7 separate regions of the Mus musculus genome follow, and all the other regions are linked to region 1. A link is a contact called in public ChIA-PET and HiChIP or PLAC-seq data. All regions are on one chromosome and are shown on one strand. The core of a region is the stretch at or near the end of the contact, and the rest is flanking DNA. Distances in the headings are between cores, read along the strand shown. Region 1 holds the start of Ier2 (immediate early response 2). Region 2 holds the start of Pkn1 (protein kinase N1). Region 3 holds the start of Adgre5 (adhesion G protein-coupled receptor E5). Region 4 holds the start of Dnaja2 (DnaJ heat shock protein family (Hsp40) member A2). Region 5 holds the start of Adgrl1 (adhesion G protein-coupled receptor L1). Region 6 holds the start of 4921524J17Rik (RIKEN cDNA 4921524J17 gene). Region 7 holds the start of Asf1b (anti-silencing function 1B histone chaperone).

Region 1 (3,032 bases), core at 193-2,692:
GAGAAGGAAACATCGAGTTCTCTCCGGGACGCCGTGCAGACTGTCCAAAGAACTGTAGCACCAAACAGACTCGAACGACCCGAGACAACACTTAGTTAGGCTCCTGAGGGCTGGATTGGAGGGGCGTGCTCGCCGATGGAAGGGGCCCCGCCCCGGAAGCCCTCTCCTCGGGCTAAGACCGGCTGCCCTTGTTCTTATATGGGCATCCGGAAGTGGTTCGCGGCGCCAACCTACGTCATTACATCCAAATTTAGCCAGGGAAGTCGGCCGGCTGCAGTGGCGGGAAGTCTGCCCGCTGGCAGGGGGTGTTTCTTAAAGGGCCTGCACAGCAAATGAAAGGGGTTATTTGAATTTTTCTCCCTTCTGCAACTAGAAGCAAGTTTTTCTTGGGAAGTGATGCAAAGTGGAACCGACTTCTTTTTTTCTTTTCTTTGTTACTGTGTGTGTGTGTGTGTGTGTGTGTGTGTGTGTGTGTGTGTGTGTGTGTGTGTGTGTGTGTGTGTGTGAGACATCGTATAGAAGTCTGTTCTCTTGTACGGCGTGGGACCGGTGGGACCGGGAATCGAACTGAGTTCGTTAGGCTTGGCAACAAGTGGCTCCACCCACTGTGCCATCTCGACCCAGATATCTGTCTTTCTTGGAGTAATTCCGTTCACGAGGGCATGAAGGCAGAAAACTGCTCTATTGACAAGGGAAGATCGCAGGCCCTATGGACATTGGGACTTCCATGCCACTGGGTTGCGGAAAACTGGGAGATCTTTAACGCTGAAAGTAAAGAGCAGTCGTGAGGTGGTGGATATCTGTGGTTACGGGGTACAGTGTCCGTGCCCACTTTCCACCCATGTCCAGAAAGGTGGAGATAGAAGGGCTGCAGGCTTTAGTTGATCCTTTCGCCATAGTATAATCATATAATCATTCGTTTAGTAAATATTGGTCAGGTGGCTGCCTATTTCTCACCTGGAAAACTGTATCTTCTATGGAGTGGAGGTGAGAGATCAGAGACATTGAATAAAAAGAGAAAGTTCAACACTGTAGTAACTGGCGTGTAGTAACTGCTTAATAAGTAGCAGCGTTTTTACTGTTCAAAAAATATTAATTAGCAGGCTGGTAGGCAAGATGAACGGTGCCCTCGGGGAATGTACCCCGGTCCCGGGTTTTCCCCACTGCAGTCAGATTACCGCCCACTATCCGTCTCGTTGGTGGGCCTCATCCTCTGGCCCGTTGGTGACTCTGAGAACCCAGAACCTAGTGTCTTAAGGTGCAGTGGGGAAGTTCTTCCTTGCAGTAGTTAAGTCCTTTTTCCTTCGAGGCGTAAATTTATCCCTATTGCTTTAAGGACTCGCTAGCCACTGTGGAAAGCCCGGATGAGGCCCTCTGGTTGGGCGTGGTGTTGCAGTGACGTCACTCTCAGTATATTAAAAGGCTCCGGCTTGCTGCCCTCGCCCGAACGTCTAGCAGAGTACCTGCTGCTGTAAGCTTGTCGTCTGGGCTGCACCGCCCGTCTTAACCCATTCTCGACTTAACTACTCTCGTCGAACAAGCATGGAAGTACAGAAAGAAGCGCAGCGCATCATGACTCTGTCGGTATGGAAGATGTACCACTCTCGCATGCAGCGAGGTGGCTTGCGACTCCACCGGAGTCTGCAGCTGTCCCTCGTTATGCGCAGCGCTCGAGAGGTCTACCTCTCAGCCAAGGTAGAAGCCCACCAGCCCGAGTTCCCGCCATCCCGCAGGGCTCTTGACCCTCGCCTGCACCCGCCGCGGGAAGCCGAAGTTGCAGTGGAAGTAGCGTCCCCCGAAGCCGTGCAGCCTCCGGAGCCCATGGATACGCAAGAGGAAGTGCTGCGAGTCCAGGAGACCCCTGCGCTCTGTGACCCGCCCCCCGCTAGAGTCAGCCGCAAGCGCCGGAGCAGCAGCGATTTGAGCGACGGTAGTGATGCCGGACTGGTACCAAGCAAGAAGGCCCGTCTAGAAGAGGTGGAGGGGGAGGCGACGTCGGAGGTTCCCGATCGCCTGCAGCTTCCTCCGGCACAAAGCGAAGGTGCCTTCCCTAACCTCGCCCGCGTCCTCCAAAGGCGCTTCTCCAGTCTCCTGAACTGTGGACCCGCCGTGCCCCCGCCGACGCCCCCCACGTGCGAGGCCAAGCCAGCCTGCCGCCCGGCCGACAATATGCTCAACGTGCTGGTGCGAGCTGTGGTGGCCTTCTGAGAGCTCTGGTGGCTTCTTTCGAGCGGCGCCACCGGAGCGGAGAACGCACACCCGAGGCGAAGGCCGGCGGGGGCCGTGAAGAAGAGCCGCGGCCCGAGCTGCCGAGAGGCCAGGGGAAGGACTGAGGAGCGAGGGGCGCGGGCGCCTTCTCCCAGACGTGCGTCCATAGGTGCTATTAAAGGACTGTCCCTTCCTTGGCTTGGAGAAGGGACACCTAGATCTTGAATCTCAGGGTCGAACTCTCTAGGGGCCAGGCTGCCCTTTCAAGGCCGTTTCACTACCATTCGCGTTTCGGCCCCTACAAGTGGGCACGCTTGTGCAAGCGGTCAGAGTTGCGTCATGGGACAGACGCGGGTGCTTCCTGTTGCCTTGCGTGGGTGTGGGGCCTGGGAGGAGGCCAGGGTGTGGACCCGCCCTAGGGACTGGGAAGTGACTTGAGTCACCTCGCCCCCACAGGCTGCTGTGGGTGAGCCTGAACTGAACCAATCAAATCTGCGATCAGAGTTGAAGTGGCTGGAGACCCCGGGACTGGTCAACCTAGATGATCGCCTGGCGTGGACCACCGCGGGACGGGTGGGCCGCTGGTCGTAGTTGCTGCCGTAGACACAGCTTCTTCGGGCAGGAAAGAAAATTTTTTTTTTACCAGCGTGTTTAAGAAAGTCTGTTTACTTTTCCCACGGTGGGTTGTTTAATTAGCAACTACCTGGAGTTTTACAATGTCAGCTAGGAAAATAAAGACCATCGGTGTAAAACGCGCGGCTTGTCTGGCTTGCTTCCCTGGTGGGGGAGGGGTGGGGTTAAGGGGTCAGCCGCTCCCTAAGCCT
Region 2 (3,032 bases), core at 245-2,744, 960 kb after region 1:
GTGGCAAGCTATTTAACTCACTCCACCAACATTTGAGCTATAATGAGGGTGTCAACTTGCTGAAGCAGCGAGTGGCAAGTGACCAAGGGCGGCAGGTGACACAGGACCTGGTGGGCTCCTCCTGGAAATGTCTAGACTTTAGGCTCCGTTGGTATGCGGTTTGGGGAAGAGACTGTAAGGAGGAGGCGGCTGGGGGACAAGGAAGGAAGCCTCTACTGTAGTCTTGAGAGTTCAGTGATGGAGTATTGGGCCTGTTCAGGGCTTAGGAAGATGAGTTTGGGTGCCCCCCCCAAATGATAGGGTGCAGAAGAAAAGCCATCCTGTAAGTCACTCACTGGCCACCACACATTTGGCTTGGCATGTGTGGTACATGCACGTGAACACACTCAATAAATGGTATAAAGATTAAAATAGGAGTTGAAGAGATAGAAGCAATACTACTCTTGTAGAAAACTCAAGTCTGGACCCAGCACCCAGGTGGTGCAGTCCACAAACAGTTTATAACTTCCTTTTAGGGCATCCCATGTCTTCTTCTGACCTCCAGAGGCACCCACACACATGTGCATAACTCACACAAAGAAACACATATATACACATGCAAGAAATTAAATATGAGTCTTTTCTAGCAAATAGTATAAGATTAGTCTTTTGGACAGTAATTAAAATCATTATCTCTCCTACCTTATAGGACTTTTAAGGAGATGTTTTAATCCTCCTCACCCAGTAAAACTTTTGTTTATACAAAGCGCCCCCCCCCCCCCCGCTCCATTCTAGGAAATTGATCGCTTGGAGCAGTGACCCCTTTCCCCTTCAATTTCCTCTGCGCCAATTTTCTCAGACTAGCCAATTGAATAAGACTGCGAGGTCACCTGAGTTAGAATAGAAACCATATGCACTTCCTGTCTTCTCTTTGCTTTTCCGCAGCGCACTGTCTTGATGAAGAGTAAAGTTTGCCTTGTTCGGACATTTCATTTTGAAGGATGGTCTCTTTCTTTGCCACCCCGAAACTTATTCCTAACACACATGAATCAAAATAAAGTCTTTAAAAAAATGAGCTAAAAGTGACAACTGCTGGCATTTATTGTGCACTTGGGATCTATACACTTGCCCTACTCTTCCTCAAGTTTTACAGACATCCTAGTCCTGAGGGGTATTGTGTTCCCCCAAGGCCCAGGACACTGGGATTTGAAGTCAGGCTCTCCCTGTGTTTGCCTCCCGGGAAACGGGAGGGAGGATGCCTCTGTGCAGCTGGGCCGTGTGTGTCGAGGGTGGTGGTGGACGGTGACCATTGCATTCAAAGGGGTTGGAGGCGGGGGACAAGGCCTCTGAGGCTCGCGGTCGCTTAGGCCCGCTCAGAGTCCCCTACGCTACAAGGAGCGCTTGCCGCACCCCACAGCCAACAGGGACCCTATTTCCCCGCTGCAAGCCCCGGGGGCCGCCGGGAGCCCCGCCCCCGCCCCGCCTCCTCCCCAGGCGCGGACCTCGGCGCTCACGTGACCCACCCTGCAGCCGCTGGGGCCGGAGGGCGCAGCTCGGCGGAGGCCTGGCCAGGCCGGGCCGAGCGCAGCAGGCCGGAGCGCGCCGCGCGCCTGGGAGGGTCTGGGCGCCGCGCCTCCCGCCGCACCCGCCCGCGCGCTCGCAAGCCCTTCCTTGGCGCTGGGACCCCTGGCGGGCGGCCGGAGGACATGGCCGGCGACGCCGTACAGGTAGGCGACTTGTCCGCACCCGCGGGGCGGCCAGAAGGCGCGGAGGACCCCAGGCACGGGTAGAGTCCCGGACGAGGTCCCCATCGGGAGCCCGCGCGGGCCCTTGTAGCAGGTGGAGGCGCCGACCGGGTCGGAGGAAGGGGTGCTGTTCGGGATTCTACCCCAGCATCCCCTCCTTTGGCCCTCCCCGAGAGTCAGCGTGTGTAGCGGGGTCCCCACTTCGGTGTCCGAGGCTAGCTGCGGATCCCGGTGCCTGTCGTCCCCACATCCTACTCTGGGTCCTGCAGCGTTCGGTTTCTGTCAGGTGCCGCTTCACCTGGAGCAGGTGCCTGGCACCCTGCCCCGGACCGGAGGAGTGCCCGGCCCGATCCCCTCCCCCGCACAACAAAGCCCGGGCCACCCCCGCCTGCAGACGTCTTTACGATGGTCTTGACGCCACCCAGATGGGCACCTGTTGGAGGAAGTGTCTAAGTCACTTCACTAGGCCTGAGGCCGGGTTCCTCCTTCCGCCTTGTTCCCCATAACCACCCTTCAGGCTGACAGATGGAGCTGTAACCCAGGTGGGGCGTGTCCTGTCACACAGACAGGAAGGATTTTATGTCTGGAAGGTGACAGGGCTGGGTCTCTACTCCCTCGCAACAGACACCTGTGACTGGCATCTGCCAGCCACATGGCCTTCCCTGTGTGACCTGTTGGGCGTTACTGAAGCAGGGTCAGGGTCGGGGTGACTGACTCCCCACTCTAATTCAGTGGCCCAAAATCTGAGATCTTTGTATCTTTGTGGCTCCATTAATTCGTCACCATGCAGTCCATTGTCCTGTGTAACTGGTTCTCATCTCCTTCTACACCTGCCCCCATGTCTCCCCTGTACCCTTCTGTACCCGTCTTCCCCAGTCCTGCTGATGGCCTGCCGGCCTTGCCGAGGAGCTGGGCGTATCTGGTGCTGCCGATCTCACAAGGTCAGACCTCCAGGCTGATGCACCGGTGCCGGCTCCCCTTCAAGCCCACTGAGGGCTGTGCAGGGCTGTCCCAGTACATGCATGTGCTTGGTGTGTCCCGAGTAGGACGCACATGGAGGCTGTGATTCCCAGAATGAGGCTGGACCTACATCTTGGTCCCCGTCCCGTCTTCTCCCTTATGTTCATTCCCGCTTGGACTTGCTGCCTGGTTCCACCGTCTCCGTGCCTGTCTGTTCTGTGTCTGGCAAACGGATGTCCTGTCTAGATTCTGGAAACGCCCCAGGCATTGAAATCTCAGGAAGTGGGGTTTTGGGTTCCTAGCCACTTTGCCAAGAGGGTTTCCCCAAGGTGACAGTTCTTGGTCTGC
Region 3 (3,032 bases), core at 250-2,749, 920 kb after region 1:
CTTGAACCCAGAATTTACTAAGGTAAAAGGAAGGCCTGACACCCCTGGTAGTTTATGCCTGTGATCCCAGCAGGCTTAGGCTTTGGAGACAGGAAGTCAGGAGTTCAGTGCCATCCTAGGCTACATAGAGTTGAAAGACAGCCTGGGCTGTTTGAGACCAGACCGTGTTTCAGAGAAAAAAAGAAAAAGAAAATCAATATTTTGAAAAATCACTAGATGTGTCTGAGAATGTAGTTCCCTTGGTAGAGTGCTTGTCCAGCATACACAAAGCCTTGGGTTTGGCATTCTTCCCGCCCCCAACACACACACATGAAAAGAAACCATAGTTACACAAGTAACTCAAACAGGAAGCCAGTGTACATCACATGACTCTCTATAGACTGTGGCAAGGTCAGTGCGTGTAACCAAAAAGCCCTGCCGTGGTAAGCCATGTCCCGTGGTCAAAGCTCTCTCTTCCTCTATTTTAAGTCCTTATTACGTTTTTTGTTTGTTTATTTGTTTTGGCTTTTTGAGACAGGGTTTCTCTGTGCAGTCCTGGCTGTCCTGGAACTCACTCTCTAGACCAGGCTGGCCTCGAACTCAGTAATCCGCCTGCCTCTGCCTCTCAAGTGCTGGGATTACAGGCATGCGCCACCACTGCCCGGCCCCTTATTACGTTTTATTTATTGACTTGTTTATTTAGTGTTTGGGTTTGTGTGTGGCACCGTGTGCCCGTGAAGGTCAGAGGACAACTTCCAGGAGTTGGCTCTCTCCTTCCATCATGGAGGTCCTGGGTATCAGAAATCAGGTCGTTAGGTTTTGGGGCAAGTGCCTTTACCCGCTGAACCATCTTGGTAGCACTTCCCTCCCCCACTTTATTATTTTTTATTTTTGCGATAGACTCATGCTTCGTAGGCCTGGCTGGCCTGCAACTCTTAAGTGGCCAAAAACGGCCTCCGGTTTAGCCTCTGCTTTCCAGAGAACGGTATTAGTATAGGCCAACGCAGCCATGCCATGACCCCTTGTCTTTTTGGGCAAGGTCTTTTGTAGCGCGGGCAGGCTTCAAAAGCGACAAAACGGAGGATGAGTTGAACTCCTGATTAGTGCTGGGATTACAGGCTAGCGGTCCTCTGCCGGCTTATGTGGCTTTGAGGCTAGACAGGGCCTCGGGCAGGTTAAGCAAGCACTGCGCACACTGAGCCGCATCTCCAAACCTTGATGTCTCTCGTTCCTGGACAGTCAGCCCGGCAGGACCCTCAGTCCTCTTCTGGTTCTTATTTGGCCCCTGGCTTCTCTGAACTTCAGTTTCTCTCTTGGAAAAGAAGCCGACAAGTCCTGCTGATGGGAAAGGCGAGGGTCGCCCAGGACATCGTTCGGGTGGGAGCTCCACCCAGCTCTGTCCGATGTGCCTGGTCCCCGTCCCAGGACGCCTGAACCACACCACCCAGCTCCCCGCGGGGGCGGGTGTCGGAGCCGCGCGCGGGGGGGGGGGGGGAGGAATGTTGCGTTTGTTCCAGACGCGGGCGCGCGGCGCGCCCTGGGTCTGTTTCCCCGGCACTTTCCTGTTACTTTCCAGCGGGGAGGACAGTTCCGGGGAGGGCCCTGCTCACGCCCGCTGCATAAAAGCCCAGCCCAGCCGGCCGCCACAGCCCTCTATCAACCCCAGACGCTGTCCGTTCCGTGCCGCGCCACCATGAGGGGCGTCAGATGCCCCGGCCTGCTTGGTGAGACCTCGGGGTTGCGCGGAGCCGGGAGGGAACTCGCGGGACGTGGCCAGGAGGGGCAGGGACAGTCGAAGCCGGCGCACCTGTGCGCCCCAGAGGGCTCTCCAGGGGGTGTCAGATCCTAATGGGCTTGAGTGTTGCCAGTTTGGAGACTAAGAGGGAGAAACTGAGGCACGGGGGCAGTTAAAGAGGGTAACAAAGCAGGCATGGTGTCACAGGGCATTAGGGAGGCTGAGGCAGCAGGGTCACCAATTTCAGGTCAGCTTGTGCTACACAGCAAGACCCTGTCTCAAAAGAACAAAAGAAAAAGAAATGCAGGCTAGAGGCTGGGGTGGTGCCGAGGTCAAGAGCATTAAGAGAGGACCTGGCTGGGTCCCAGCACCTATATGGTGGCTCACAAGTGTCTGTAACTCCAGTTCCTGGGGATTCACACTGTCTTCTGCATCCACGGGCAACAGACATGCAGTGCACAGACATACATGCAGTGTACAATAATACATGCAGTGCACAAACATACATGCAGGCAAAACACATACAGTTTAAAAAAAAAAAAAGCTAAAAAGAACTGTAGGTTAAAGTACACTTTGCAAACTGTTGCCCAAACAGACGCTCTCAATGTGAAGAGAAACCCACGTGAGGGTGCCCATTTCTTCGAGGGTGGGAACTCCCCCTGCCCCAGTCTGTCCCCTGCTGTCTCCGTGCCAGGAACAGGCAGAGAATCTCCTTGGGACTTGTCTGGGACGGAGCTGCTGGCTGAAAGGAACTTACCAGGCTGTGGTTTGAACTTGGCTTTCATCATGACTTTCCCGCCCCACCCTGGGTGCCTCAACCGTTGTTTGATGGCTAAGTCACCTAAGTAACTTGACAACAAACAGTGAAAAAATGGAACGGGGCACCAGCTGGAGTTACCCCAAGATATGGAACTTGGGGCACAAACTGGGGTCACCCTAACCACAATGACTGGCCTGAGTGCTAGTGACAGGTGGCAGGCAGCTCAGTAGCCATGGACCTAGAACCAGGAAATAGAGTCCCAGGGTGTCACAGTTGGTGGCAAACAGCTGCAGGGGCCTGCCTGGCTGTCACTAAGCTGGGTCACAGTGACTTTGGGCTGCACTTTCCTCCTCTGTAAAATGGAACAAGACCAGCTGTATTTTACCATATTGTTTCAAGGGCCAAGAGTTTGTGTACAAACTTTCTGGTTTACAGTTTGAATTAACTGAACATGTGGGTGTGGTGTCTGTGTCTGCTATCAGAGTACCTAGCGAGTAGAGGCAGGAGGGTCAAAAGTTCAAGGTCATTCTCTGCTGTATACTGAGTTTGAGACCACAT
Region 4 (3,032 bases), core at 346-2,845, 890 kb before region 1:
TCAAAGTTCCCCCTTTGTTTTTTTCTATCTTTTCTTCTCTTTTTTCTAGAGGCTGAACCCAGGGCCTTAGTGTATTCTACTCAAGCATTCTACCAGCTAAGCCTCATCCCCAGACCATAAATACCATTAAAAATAAATAGCATCTTGCACTGAGGAAGTAACCTCAGAAAATACATTGCAGAGCCAAGCTTACTGTTAAAAGAAGGCAGAGCCAAGCTCCCAGCTTATACAATCTAATTTCAGGACTTACACTCTTGAATGATTAGGGGTCTTTGTAAAATTCAAAGTCAGAAGAAGGATGATCTGACTTCAACATCTGCCCCAGGGTTATTTTGGCTGATCTGGGTGTGTGGGTGAGTGTTCCCTCTTCTTCTTTGTATGTCCCTTCCTGAAACTGGGTATTTGATCAAGAAGAGAGGCTAATCTTTGGCAAAAGGGTATAAAATAGCTGTGGTCCCCTGCTAGAAACCTCCAAATAAGTCCTGGAAACCAGATAGATAAGCTATATTCTATTAAAGAATTTTGACTCACATGTGAGAACAGCATTCATGTCATAAATCATACTTATCAGGAAAACGAACATCAAATAAGACAGGAAGGTTCACCAGGTTATGAATTAAGGAAAACACTACAGGTTAAGGGGCATTTTGAATAGCAGAAGGAGCATCTAACTTCTCATGAGACTCTTCTGAGCGTTCAGGTTAAATTTCAGAAGTCTTAGCACGGCAGTGAAGGACCTCCAAAACTCGGTCAAGAAGAATAACAAGAAAGGTGTATCACCTCCACTGACAGACTTATGGCCAATGAGCAATTGTTTCCCAGTTCAGGTTTTCAACTGACCAGAAGTGTTTTACTATCGGAAAACCAGTTGGAAGGCAAGCTATACATTCTGGAATGTGGTAAAGCACAGAAATCTTTCAAGCTAAAGCAAAACGAAACTCGACTGACAGCCACCAAGTGCCGGCACGCTGCCATACTGTCTTATGCCAACCAAACCTTTGGCGTTAGCTAATTTTAAAGCTGTCAAGTGAGACACTTGAACACATGATCCCGGTGGAACAGGGTGACTTTGGTTTATCTGGATGCCCCGAAACCAACTGGGAATGTGTAAAAAAGATTTGTCCTTTCCTCCGATGTGACAGGATGGCTATGCCTTTAAAACCTCGTCTGCTAGGTATAAATCTGAGTATTTATGAATGAAATTGTTTCCCCTACGCAGAGGTGCTGAGGGGGAAGTTAAGGAGATGAAATGAGTTAGTGAAGGTGTTGATGAAATCACATCACGGGCGTAACTCGCTATTTGGGAACCTCACACACTCACACCCACGTGCTGTTTTTCACCGTGGCCCCGGGGGGACCACCCCGTGAGGATTCCACGCCGGCTTCTTTCCCTCAGGCCTCAGCCGCACCGAGAGTTCTTTATGAACGCCGCACACCGCTCCCCTCCACTCCGCGGTCGCTCGCGCGTCACGGAGCGGCGACAGGAAAGGGCCCCACCAGCCGCTCTCGGGCGCCCACCGCCCAACCCCGCCCCGCCCGGCCCCGGAGGCGGGGCCTTGTGGCGACGTCATGGCGCTGCGCCGGGTCAAAGTTCAGCCCCGCCTGCCTCCCCGCGCCGTCTCCTCGGCCTGCGCCGCCGCCGCTCGTGGTCCGGGTCGCGCTCCTTCCGCTCCGCCGCCTGCTTGCGAGTGCTGCCCGGCAGGCCGCCATGGCGAACGTGGCCGACACGAAGCTGTACGACATCCTGGGCGTCCCTCCCGGCGCTAGCGAGAACGAGCTGAAGAAGGTACTGGAGCGAGCCGGCCGGCGGGCGGGGCGAGGGCGCGGGGCCTGCGCGGTCTGGGCGGCCTGAGCCGGGCTGAGGCGCGGCGGCGGCGGGGGCGCAGTCGGCTCGGCTGACCTTGGGCCTCCGCCCGCCCGGCCCTGCGCAGACGCGGCCCGCCAGCTCGGCGCCCGGGGCCACCCGGAAAAACAGGTCGGACCGCGGTGCTCGCGCCGCCGGGCCGGGGAGGAGCTGACCGCCGGCGCCGGTGTGGGGCTGAGGGCCGCAGCCCCCGGCGCTGAGCAGGCTCCTCCCTCAGCCTCGCTCGCCCGGCAGCTGGAGCGGCGTGGGTCTGTTTGGAAGCATTGTTCTGTGGGCTGGAGATCTAAATACCCCGTGGCCGCTTCGGGGATGAGTCGTGTGCCCCAGCCAAACACCTGAGCGTGCACTCCCTAAAAATAAGACACGTCTTATTGTTGTCCTTTGTAGTAGTTCCAAATCATCTCGGGACTTGGGGTATTAATAAAGTCAGCATCTTCTCTGGCTGTCGGGATCCAATCCGCATTTGTAAACTGAGAAAAATAAGAATGTCCCGTAAGTACTGGGACTGGTAAAGTCCAAAGAAAAAGACTTCCTGTTACCCTACCGGAAATGGTAGGCTGTGTTATATAATTCATGAGTCTGTGTGAGGACTTACATGGTGCTTAACCACATCGCTTAATTGAAAGTATGTAGTTTCACCACCACCTAAGACCCCAGTTAGCCGACCGTGTGCGAGTAAAACATCACTTAGGACCTCCTGGGTGTCCTGTTAGAGGGCAGGCAGAGGAGCCAGCCAGCATGGGGAGAGATACTTGGTAGAAGTATCCTATGCTTAATTTGTAGTAGTGCTTGAGTTTCTGTAAAACGTAGTCACTCAATCTAAAATTTGTTTGGTTATTGTGGTCTCCTTGGTCTGGCTACTGGCCATCAAAGACATTTGATAATAGTTTGTAAAAAAAGAAAGAAAAAATGTTTCAGTATCTTCTTTGTTGTTTTATTTGTATTTTTCTTCAGTAACTTTGGGTATATTATTAGTAAATACTATTGAAGTGGAAAACGTTAAATAATAAGTGACATTTTTTGGAAGGCTGTAACTTTAGAACATTGCTTCTCAGAAAAGTGAATATCTTAAATTGTTTGCTGTGTATAACTCTTATCCAAAATCTTTTTTGAAGGCATACCGAAAGTTAGCCAAAGAATACCACCCTGATAAGAATCCAAATGCTGG
Region 5 (3,032 bases), core at 329-2,828, 760 kb after region 1:
ACCCTCCCACCACACACACACACACACACACACACACACACACACACACACACACACACACACACACGAACTGGACTTTCATCCCAGGACCCTCAAACGGGACGATGACAACTGAGCCACACAGCTCTATTTCAGGAACACCTGGAAGAGGAGAGAAAGCTCGTTCCGGTAGATCCAACCTGACAGCCTCCATCCGTGCTTAACAGGGTACCACTAACAGAAGATGTCTCACAACTGCACCAGGGTTGCCCAAAGCACCCCTCCGGGCTGAAACTCACTCGACACCCAGACATACCTCTCCCCATACCACCCCCAACCACCATTAGCGCCACTGCCTCCCAGAGAAAAACAAGCCATGTCGGGGGGGGGGGGGGGCTGGCCCAGCATCCTGCGGTGCCAGCCCCCCGACATGGCTTCTCTGGGGAGCCCGGGCCCGCGCGCTGCGCGCACACGCACCCTCTCCACTCACACCCAGACACCTACACAAACAGGGCGCCAAGCACCCGCGCGCACACGCACCGGGGACACGCAGGCACCGCCGCGCCGCTTCCCCACAAAGGCCGGCGCGCGCGCGGGCACACGCAGCCACGCGCGGGCACACTAGCGGTCCCCTCCCCCTGCAGGGCACCCTGCGGCCGCCCATCCGCACCCTCACCAAGCCCCCGGCGGGCGGGGGTAGGGTGCTCCCCGCCCCTCCCGCCGCGCACACCTGGCCCAGGTGCGGCGTGGCCTGAGGCTCCCGCACACTCACCTGTCCAGCGGCGCTTCGGGGTCGGCCGTGCGCGCTCCTCCGGCGGCTCCGCGAAGCCGGGCCCCCCGCCCGGCACATCTCCCGGAGCCCGGCCCAGGGGGAAGCGGGGAGGGGGTGGCTGAGCGAGGGAGGACTCCGTGTCCCTTCTTTCCTCCGGCCCAGCACCGCCGCCACCGACCAAAATTTAAAAGGGAAGGGGTGGGGGGGGGGAGTATAAAAAAAAAAAAAAAAAGGAAAGAAAAGGCGGATCGCGGCGCTCCGGAGGCGGCCCCGGCCCCGGGCGCGCGGGTCTGCGCCCCTCCCGGGGAGCGAGGCGTGGAGGCGGAGGGGCGGGGGCGGCGTCAGAGCTCGGGGGGCTGGGGCGAGGCGGAGCCCCCCGAGGCGGCGCCGGCTGCCCGCATCTCCCCCGCAGCTCCGCGGCCCCGACGGAGGCGGCACGTGTGTGCCCAGGCGACTTCCCAGCGCCCCCGGACGGCAGCGGGCGAAGGGTTAACGCGGCTGCCCGGGCGGCCGCGCAGGCCCCCGCCGCCCGGCGGCGCCGCTCCTGGGCCCGCGCGGCCCCATCCGCCGGGGCGTCTCCGGCAGACGGCGGGGCGGGGGCGTCGCAGCGCCGACTGCTCCCGCGCCGACCGCTCGCGCTGCCCGCAGGGGGCCGGAGCTACACAGCTGGAAGCAGGCGCGGCGGCGTTGCGCCCCCGGGGTGGCCGGAGCAGGGGGCGCGGGGCTGGGCCCGTGGGCACCGCAGGACTCGCGGAGCGAGCGGGCGCGGGGCACCAGCAATGACAAGCCGCCTGCTCTCGGCGCTGCCGGGCCCGCCGGCTCCGGGAGGGGGGCGGCGGACAAGCGCAAAACCTGGCCTGGACTACCCGCCGGGGACTAGTCTCCGCAGCCCTCCCGTGCGCCCCGAGGAAGGGCCCGGAAACCTGGCCTGGAGTTCCACTCGCCTCCCCCAAGGAAAAGTGGGCAGAGGGAGGCGACGCGCTAGATCCCCCTAGTTGGGCTGGGGGGGGGTGGGGTGCGACGGGCGGCAAGAAAAAACGGAACGGACTCTGCAGCCGTGCTGTGCAGAAAGGCGCCTAGCCGGTGAGGGGTAAATGGAGAGCTGTGCAAGGACTGCGCAAAACCTGGTCCGGATTTGGCAGAGAGGGTAGGGACGGGAGGGGCGCGGTGTGGGGGGGTAGGAGTGGGAGGGGAGGTAGCTGCGACAGGGCCAGATGCACTCGAGGCACGCAAATTTCGGTCCGGATTCTTCCAAGGGAGATGGAGTAATGCGTCAGGCCTGTGCGGTGGCAACAAAAAAGACCTGGACCAGAGCGTCTCCCACCCGGGATTGCAGGAGGGCCGGAGGGAGTGCTGCTTAGTGACTGACAAGAGCGTAGGCTGTCCCCCATCTTCCTAACAGCGACGTGGGGTGGGGAGGGACAAAATGAGGGCTGGACTGAGGTATGGAAGGATCCCGCGCGCTGGCTGCAACAGAGCCGGCAGGTAAAAGCAGTATCTGGATCCTGGGTGATGCGACAGGAAGGGGATGTGGTGTGGATCCCGCTACCCTGGGAGACCAGACCTACAATAAAAAAATAAATAAATAAATTAATTAAAAAAAAAAACGAGGGAGGGACGCAAAGCCAGGACTGGAGCGTAGGTAGGATGGGATGAGAACAGCCCCCCTCCCCCAAACAGAAGAGAGAGCCTTGGCAACCGGACAGGGTCCTGGAGCTGACCAGGCTGCAGGAGCGGAGGAGAGGTTAGTATCTATAAACGCCTCAAGCGTCTGGTTTTGGAGGGGGTGGGTAGGGAAGAAAAAAAAAATTGAATTTTAGGTTGATGGCGAGAGCAAAAGCCCGGTGCAGATTTCCACAACGTAAGAACTACACTGCAGGTGATGGACTCGGAGAAGTAGGGCAGCGGATCGGACTTAGATTCCTAGGCTTTGGACTTAGTGAGTGAAGCCAGAGGCTGGGTTCAGCCCCCCAGCTACAGATGAAGCCTAGGATTGCTTCTCTAGATGGGAAAGGGGGTCGACCTGGCCCAAATATCTGGAGCCAAAGCTACCACTGCCTAGACTTATAGTTTATTTGTTTTTTTGGTTTTTTTTTTTTTTTTTGGTGGGGGGAGGCTATAAAGCTGAACCCGGGGCCAAAACCAGGCACTTAAGCAATATAGACAACTCAGTGCGGGGGTTGGGGTGTGGGTTCAGGGGAGCGGAATCCAGAGAGGTAAGAACAGAGCTTGGAAGCTGCCGCGCTGAGAATCCGTTTTACGAAGGATGGGTGCAACTCTT
Region 6 (3,032 bases), core at 147-2,646, 770 kb before region 1:
GAGAGAGAGAGAGAGAGACTTTGAGAGACTTTGTTTACACAAAAGGCCTCTGTCTTGTTCCAGGAATTTAGTGGCATGGAACAGTAATTCCCTGCCCTCCACCCACATTCGTGTGTCAATTCTTTTCCAACTTGGCAATCAAACAGGACTGTGAGTTCTGACCCCAGCTGATACAGAAAAATCACTAACTCTAAGCCCACTTTCTTTCTTCCTGTGATCCATCTCCCTAGTGTGCCCTCTTTTCTTTCTTTTTTTCTTTTTTTTTAGATAGGGTTTCTCTGTATAGCTCTGGCTGTCCTGGAACTCACTTTGTAGACCATGCTGGCCTCGAACTCAGAAATCCGACTGCCTCTGCCTCCTGAGTGCTGGGATTAAAAGCGTGCAGACACCACACCGGGCTTAGTGTGCCCTCTTGAGAGAGTAAAGGTCGTGTGTGTGTCCAGGCAGTGAACATTACATTTCTCTTACTTGCAAGACCAGTAGCCCAAGATAATGCTGTCAGCTCCAGATGTCATCTGCTCCCTTTGATCCAAAGTGGCAGAAGTTTTGTGTCCCTTCAAGGCTGATCCTGGAGACTTCCTTAGGGGGTTATTTGGGATTGGGGAACCCTTGTGTTAAGGACTCTATTCACACACACACTTCTTTTAACTGACTTTACATTTTCACACGTTTAGATTTTTTTTTTTTGGACAGGTAGTGTCTTTGTCCTGAGATACCTTTCCTATAGTACAGAGTATGAGGAGTCTCTTTAACAATGGCAGATGCTCTGTGTGTTACCCCTCCCTTTTCTGCAACTTTATACCCAGCTCATGCTCCTTTCTTCATCAAACTACAGTTTAAAAATATCTCTCTGCTCTCTCACTGTAGATCTGAACAAGAGCAGTGAAAGCTGGGATGATAGGAGTGCACAGCATTTTGTTTCACTTTTCAAATAATTTGCTTTTAATTTTAAACTACTCAGTATCAGTGATACACAAGATGAAACCAGACCAACCTCTCCACCCCCTCCAAAAACAAAGCCTTGTAGACTGTTCCTTGAAGGCAGACATTTCTTATTCGGTGTGCTTAATAGTGGATCGTAGGCAATTATTTAATGAATAGTGAAGTTTATACCCCTGACGCTGGAAGCCTAGGGGTTTCATCGAGTGTCTATTATAATTTCTCTCGGATTAGCATTGCTGACATTTGCAGAGAGGTTTTCCGTTGCCAGTAACCATTTCAGGCTCTGGTTCTGGGGCCGACGAGGGGGCGTGCCCAGCACCAGGGCTCGGCCCACCTGTGCGTTGGTTGGTGGAGTCTCGTCGGAGCCACGCCCCCGAGCGGTCCACCGCCTTAGAGGGCGTGGCGATGGGACTTCCCTGGAAGGGCCGCGGCGCCCCCCTCCTCCAACCCGCACGCAGCCCCGCGCACGCGCACGCGCGCCTCCACGGCTGGGTCGCGGCTGGAGTGAGGACGCGCTGTGTGGAGCAGCGGAGGCACGGCGCTGCTTCCACCGCTGCTCAGGAGGGGAGCATGTCTGCAACTCGAGCCAAGAAAGTGAAGATGGCCACCAAATCGTGCCCCGAGTGCGACCAACAGGTGGGCTGGGCCGGCGCGAGCGGGCGGGGCGGGCAGGGCGGGTGGCCGTTGCTCGGCGGCGGTTGGCGGTGCGCGGCGGCCCGCGGGCGGCGGGGGCCTGGGAGCGGGGACCCGGCGCTGCCCCTTCTGGTCCCGGGCCGGCCCGCGGACCCCTGCCGCCCCGCATGGCTTTGTTCGCGGTTGGGGAGAGTGCGGTGCTGCTTCTCAGCTGTCGCTCCCCGCCACCTGGGTGGCAGCATAAAGCAGACAAAAGGACAGTAATGGTGCTAACTTTTTTGCAAATTTGTGGACTTCCGGAACGCCGCAAAAAAACCAACCAGTTTGATGTGTGGTTTCTAGTCCTTCCACTACGTTGTTAACGGAACACGGTTCGAATAAAGTCGGCGTTGAGGCTCTTCCTCTCTGCGTGTGCCCCGTCCCATTCGTGCTATTTACTGTTGTAAATTTGACATGTCTGCTTACAGATTTTTTTTTTAAATATGCGGATTCGTGAATTTGAAATCATTCATATTTAGACTGAACTCATGGAGTAATAGTCGTAATTTTTAAAAAAATCATTTTTCTTTTCCTACATTTAAGTACGCCTAATTATAGTGTGATGAACAAAAACTCATTCCATTAAAATCATCCTTAGGCCTTCATGCCGGCATGCAGATCTGGCTGTACTTCTTTTTCCTGAATCTTCCTAAAATGACTACCTCTCTCTCTTCCCCTCCCCCCTCCTTCTCTCTGGAGTAATTGGAAATGGGTGGAGACTTAAAATCTGATTTAAGTATATTATTTAGGGCGTGTCCTTGTAGGTTTATTAAAATCTTTAAACAAAAAAGTTACATGTTTTATTCAGTATGATTTATAGGCAATGTTTAAAAATGCTGATGATGGAAAGTTGTGCAAGTTTAGTCGATAGAGCATACCAGTCTGCAATATCAAAACAGTCATGTTTTCCAAAATGTAGAGTTACGTTCATTCTTTCCACCCAACTAAATTGTAGCAAACTTGCACTTTGTGATCAGTCTGTTGGCAGATTACTTTGATGTTTAAATAATTTTCAGTTAAGGCTTTTACAGTATGAATTATGCATTCTGTTTCTGTAGGGCACAAGTCCCTTGTTTTACTTGGCATAAAATAATCTTTTGGGGAAAATATCTGTTTTTAATTTCCTGGTTATTGGCCAGTGAGATGGCTTTAGGTGGTAAAGGTGCTTTCTGCTCAAGCCTGACTACCTGAGGTAGATCCCTGTAAAGGTGGAAGGAGAGAACGGCTGTACGGTTAACCTCTGACCTCCACACCCGTGCTGCGATGCTCACACCTACACAATCACACACATTGATGAGTTAAAAAGAAAAACAAAAAACCCCTGAAAATTGAAAAAGGCAAAAGACAAACAAACAAACAAACAAAAAAACCCTGGTTAAAGGAAGAGCAGAAGACGTTAGCTTTTAGACTTGAGGCTG
Region 7 (3,032 bases), core at 145-2,644, 710 kb after region 1:
ACAGGAGTGGCTGGCCTTAACTGAATACCACCAACAGCCACCAAGAGGCACTAGTTGCCACAGCCTAGGCTCTCAGAGCTCCACCTCCTCAGCTGCTACATCCTTTCAACACTCAGTAGAGAAATGGTCTCGTGGAGTGTTGAAAGCAGGTCCTCTGAAAACAGGACTTGCCTTTTGCTGGGGAGCTGAGAATCCAAAGTGACTTCACAGTTTACATGTTCATGGATTTATTTGAAAGTCTTTTGCTCTTTATGGCTCTTGTTCTCTCATCTGTGTGATGAGAGCCATGTCCACCTTTATGTCCCACAGATGAATTAAGTCATTCTGTGAAAGATCCACAAAAGCCCGTGGCCTCCCAGTTGATGGAAGTTGGATCCCATCCCTGTTTGGTCAGTCCACCCACTCCCCAGACAAGGTCAGCCCATCAAAAGGGATGAGGGGTTCCTTGCACTGAGTTAGCTGGCAGCTAGTAGAAATCTCAGAAACTGGAAGAGGCCTGCCTGGCTGTGGCACCCCTCACCTCAGGACATTCACCCAGACCAGGAGCTGGGGAGACCAAGTTACCTACAAAGCCTGGAGTCAGAAGCCCCCATCTCTCCTCAGAGGGAGCTCAGACATAGGATCTGGGACTAACCTAAAGGAAGAAGGCTTATAGGCAACACCATGTTGTTACGGTTGGCAAGCAGGAGTTGTGGGGGACAAATCTGGAGTTGTCTGGGGAGGGGGTTTTTGGGAGCCATGGGGTGAAGAAGGTCTTGACATGGGCGGACAGGGCAACAGAAGAGTCTGGCTGCTTTGTAGGAAAAGATACCCACAAGGAAAAGGGGGGGGGACGGGACTGGAGGTTGGGATTCCATAGGACACGTGGATGGTTTCTTAGGAGGAAGGGCATCAACGCGGGGTCTAGCCATAGGGAAAAGGCGTGGCTGCGGGTCTCCAGGGAAAGCGTACAAGGACAAGCGGTGCAAGACGAAGGGTGACGAGGCCTCCACCAGACAATGTACACTGGACAGAGCCGGCTCCACCGAGAGACCGGAGCTGGGCCATGGAGGCGTATCTAATGGGAGATCTAGTTGGCCCCGGGAGATTGGGGGTGGCGAAACCCCGAGGGCAGGAGGGTCTGGGGTCCCCGGCTCAGGCCCGGCCTCACCGTCAGACAGGGCCTCACTGCATTCGAAGCTGATCTCGAACCGGAAGGGGCTGTGGAAAGGGCTCGGGTTCTCCAGCACAGCCACATTCAGCACCGACACCTTGGCCATCACCGCGCCCGGGAGCCGCAGCTGCTGTGGAGACTTCTTCACAGTGACTTGCGACAGAGAAGAAGGGGGGGACGACAGGACGGAAACCTCCCTGCGTCTCCCAACTCTTCCCTCTGAAGCGCTCCTCCGCTCAGCGCGCTCCCTTCAAATAGCCGGCTCCGCCTTCCAGCCAATCGCCGCTAAGGACCGATGACGGCGCGAGCCATCAGCCAATCTCGAGGCGTCTTCAGGCGCGCGCCTGGACCCTCAGACCAATCAGAGAAGCTCCCTCTTCACGGGCCCCAGGAGGCGGAACGTTAATCTCTTAGCTTCGTAAAGGTCTATCGGGAACCAATCCCTGGAGTCTCCGACTGGAATAGCTCGCTCCGGGGTGGGCGGAGTTAGAGCGCGGAACTTCTCTTGTCCAATCCCAAGGGTTACCGCACCGGCATCCCCCGCCCCTCGTTCCGCTTTTCCGGTAGACGCACCTCACAGAGAGCAGCGCCACCAACGGCCGAACGGTGGCGCGCGACTCTCACTAAAACGCGCTGAGAAGACGGCACTCGCACTCGCAGTGATTGAGTATCGATCGTGGGCGTGGCCGTAAGCGGGTTTCTGAGACGTGATTGGCTATTATGGTGGGCGTGAGGAACGCCGGGCTGGAGAGCTGTGGAAATCGCACACCCTCACAGTGAAAAGCTTTAAGGAGGAGAGAGTGGCCTGGGCGGTTTAGGCGGCTGTCAGCAGGTGAGCGTTTCTGGGGACTACCCTGAGGGGTTCCTACCTTTGAAAATCATGGTCGAGGAGACTGTCGAGAAGGTTTAGATCACCCCTGAGACAAGATGGCGTAGCGATGAGAGGGGATACAGGATCGAGTCTCAGTCCGAAGGGAGTTCTGGTTCGTGGACAGACCAGGGTTTGAATCCTGCCTCTGCACTCTGTCTTTCAGCCCGGGCTCGGTGACGCACGCTTTTTATCCCAGCACACGGGAGGCAGAGGCAGGTGGACCTGTGAGTTCGAGGCCAGCCTGGTCTGCAGAGCAAGTTCTAGGACAGCCAGGGCTACACAGAGAAACCCTGATCCAAAACCAAACCAGTTAACTGCCGCTGTCTGTGAAACTTACCTTTTCTCCTTACTTTCTGGTTCTTTATACCCTGTCATAGCTTCTTACACAACCTTTACCAATCACATCTTTTAAAGGTTAAAACAAAATGGAAAGGTAGATGCGTGCCATTAATCTCAGGACTCAGAGGTAGGCAGACTTCTGTGGGCCAGCCTGATCTACACAGTGAGTTTGGGGAAGTAAGTAAATTAGTTTTCATACTTGGCCAATGCAAAAAGGCCAAGAAGCAATGAATATGATTTTTAATAGACACTTAACTAAATAGGACAAAAATAATCATTTCAAATATGACCATTCTAAAAACACCAATGAGCTATCCTGCACCTTTTTACTCATTGAGAAGTCTTTGGGATCCTGTATGTGTTTCACATTTCAAACAGGTCTGTAACCTAGCATGGGACTGTCCACTTTTATTTGAAAGAGGTATCTGACCTTTTATATTTCACAAAATTTATAGTTGAAAATGTAAGGGGCTGGTGAGATGGCTCAGCAGGTAAGAGCACCCGACTGCTCTTCTGAAGGTCCTGAGTTCAAATCCCAGCAACCACATGGTGGCTTACAACCATCTGTAACAAGATCTGACTCCCTCTTCTGGTGTGTCTGAAGACAGCTACAGTGTACTTACATATAATAAATAAATAAATATTAAAAAAAAAAAGAAAATGTAAGCC

What was found. ChIA-PET counts read pairs in DNA pulled down with a chosen protein or histone mark. HiChIP or PLAC-seq counts read pairs in DNA pulled down with a chosen protein or histone mark.
Region 2: a contact with region 1 is called in an H3K27ac HiChIP or PLAC-seq map of trophoblast stem cells, with 4 times the contacts expected there. The contact joins the promoter of Pkn1 here to the promoter of Ier2 in region 1. A contact is called at or near these places in 2 of 39 promoter capture datasets (the C10 cell line and pre-B cells), 2 of 484 Hi-C or Micro-C datasets (B cells and CD4 T cells) and 2 of 115 datasets of contacts at active chromatin or transcription factors (effector CD8 T cells and trophoblast stem cells).
Region 3: an H3K27ac HiChIP or PLAC-seq map of thymic regulatory T cells shows a contact between it and region 1, with 6 times the contacts expected there. The contact joins the promoter of Adgre5 here to the promoter of Ier2 in region 1. A contact is called at or near these places in 6 of 39 promoter capture datasets (the C10 cell line, cranial neural crest, liver and 2 more), 1 of 484 Hi-C or Micro-C datasets (B cells) and 5 of 115 datasets of contacts at active chromatin or transcription factors (bone marrow-derived macrophages, embryonic stem cells, kidney and 2 more).
Region 4: an RNA polymerase II ChIA-PET map of memory CD8 T cells shows a contact between it and region 1, with 12 read pairs. The contact joins the promoter of Dnaja2 here to the promoter of Ier2 in region 1. A contact is called at or near these places in 2 of 39 promoter capture datasets (neural stem cells and pre-B cells) and 1 of 115 datasets of contacts at active chromatin or transcription factors (memory CD8 T cells).
Region 5: a contact with region 1 is called in an H3K4me3 HiChIP or PLAC-seq map of embryonic stem cells, with 7 read pairs. The contact joins the promoter of Adgrl1 here to the promoter of Ier2 in region 1. A contact is called at or near these places in 1 of 484 Hi-C or Micro-C datasets (embryonic stem cells), 2 of 115 datasets of contacts at active chromatin or transcription factors (embryonic stem cells and thymic regulatory T cells) and 1 of 9 other capture datasets (adipose tissue).
Region 6: a contact with region 1 is called in an RNA polymerase II ChIA-PET map of memory CD8 T cells, with 10 read pairs. The contact joins the promoter of 4921524J17Rik here to the promoter of Ier2 in region 1. A contact is called at or near these places in 1 of 39 promoter capture datasets (erythroid cells) and 2 of 115 datasets of contacts at active chromatin or transcription factors (effector CD8 T cells and memory CD8 T cells).
Region 7: a contact with region 1 is called in an RNA polymerase II ChIA-PET map of memory CD8 T cells, with 37 read pairs. The contact joins the promoter of Asf1b here to the promoter of Ier2 in region 1. A contact is called at or near these places in 4 of 39 promoter capture datasets (the C10 cell line, cranial neural crest, hippocampal neurons and 1 more), 5 of 115 datasets of contacts at active chromatin or transcription factors (bone marrow-derived macrophages, double positive thymocytes, effector CD8 T cells and 2 more) and 1 of 9 other capture datasets (liver).

The regions. Positions count from the first base shown.
Region 1 is chr8:84,661,262-84,664,293 of GRCm38.p6, reverse strand. It overlaps Ier2 (immediate early response 2), which reads left to right and starts at 1,442. Exons shown (of 1, transcript NM_010499.4): 1 at 1,442-2,963. The coding sequence starts at 1,543. The coding sequence ends at 2,208.
Region 2 is chr8:83,697,641-83,700,672 of GRCm38.p6, reverse strand. It overlaps Pkn1 (protein kinase N1), which reads left to right and starts at 1,494. Exons shown (of 22, transcript NM_177262.4): 1 at 1,494-1,706. The coding sequence starts at 1,686.
Region 3 is chr8:83,739,778-83,742,809 of GRCm38.p6, reverse strand. It overlaps Adgre5 (adhesion G protein-coupled receptor E5), which reads left to right and starts at 1,499. Exons shown (of 20, transcript NM_011925.2): 1 at 1,499-1,703. The coding sequence starts at 1,673. Gm46046 (predicted gene, 46046) reads right to left here and starts at 1,524. Exons shown (of 2, transcript NR_168527.1): 1 at 1,194-1,524.
Region 4 is chr8:85,553,924-85,556,955 of GRCm38.p6, reverse strand. Dnaja2 (DnaJ heat shock protein family (Hsp40) member A2) reads left to right here and starts at 1,595. Exons shown (of 9, transcript NM_019794.5): 1 at 1,595-1,786; 2 at 2,980-3,032. The coding sequence starts at 1,709.
Region 5 is chr8:83,898,644-83,901,675 of GRCm38.p6, reverse strand. Adgrl1 (adhesion G protein-coupled receptor L1) reads right to left here and starts at 1,578. Exons shown (of 23, transcript NM_181039.2): 1 at 752-1,578. Gm26721 (predicted gene, 26721) reads left to right here and starts at 1,949. Exons shown (of 4, transcript NR_166528.1): 1 at 1,949-2,495.
Region 6 is chr8:85,431,205-85,434,236 of GRCm38.p6, reverse strand. 4921524J17Rik (RIKEN cDNA 4921524J17 gene) reads left to right here and starts at 1,396. Exons shown (of 4, transcript NM_025722.3): 1 at 1,396-1,578. The coding sequence starts at 1,513.
Region 7 is chr8:83,954,056-83,957,087 of GRCm38.p6, reverse strand. Asf1b (anti-silencing function 1B histone chaperone) reads right to left here and starts at 1,394. Exons shown (of 4, transcript NM_024184.2): 1 at 1,151-1,394. The coding sequence starts at 1,259. It overlaps Gm10644 (predicted gene 10644), which reads left to right and starts at 1,755. Exons shown (of 5, transcript NR_169070.1): 1 at 1,755-1,985.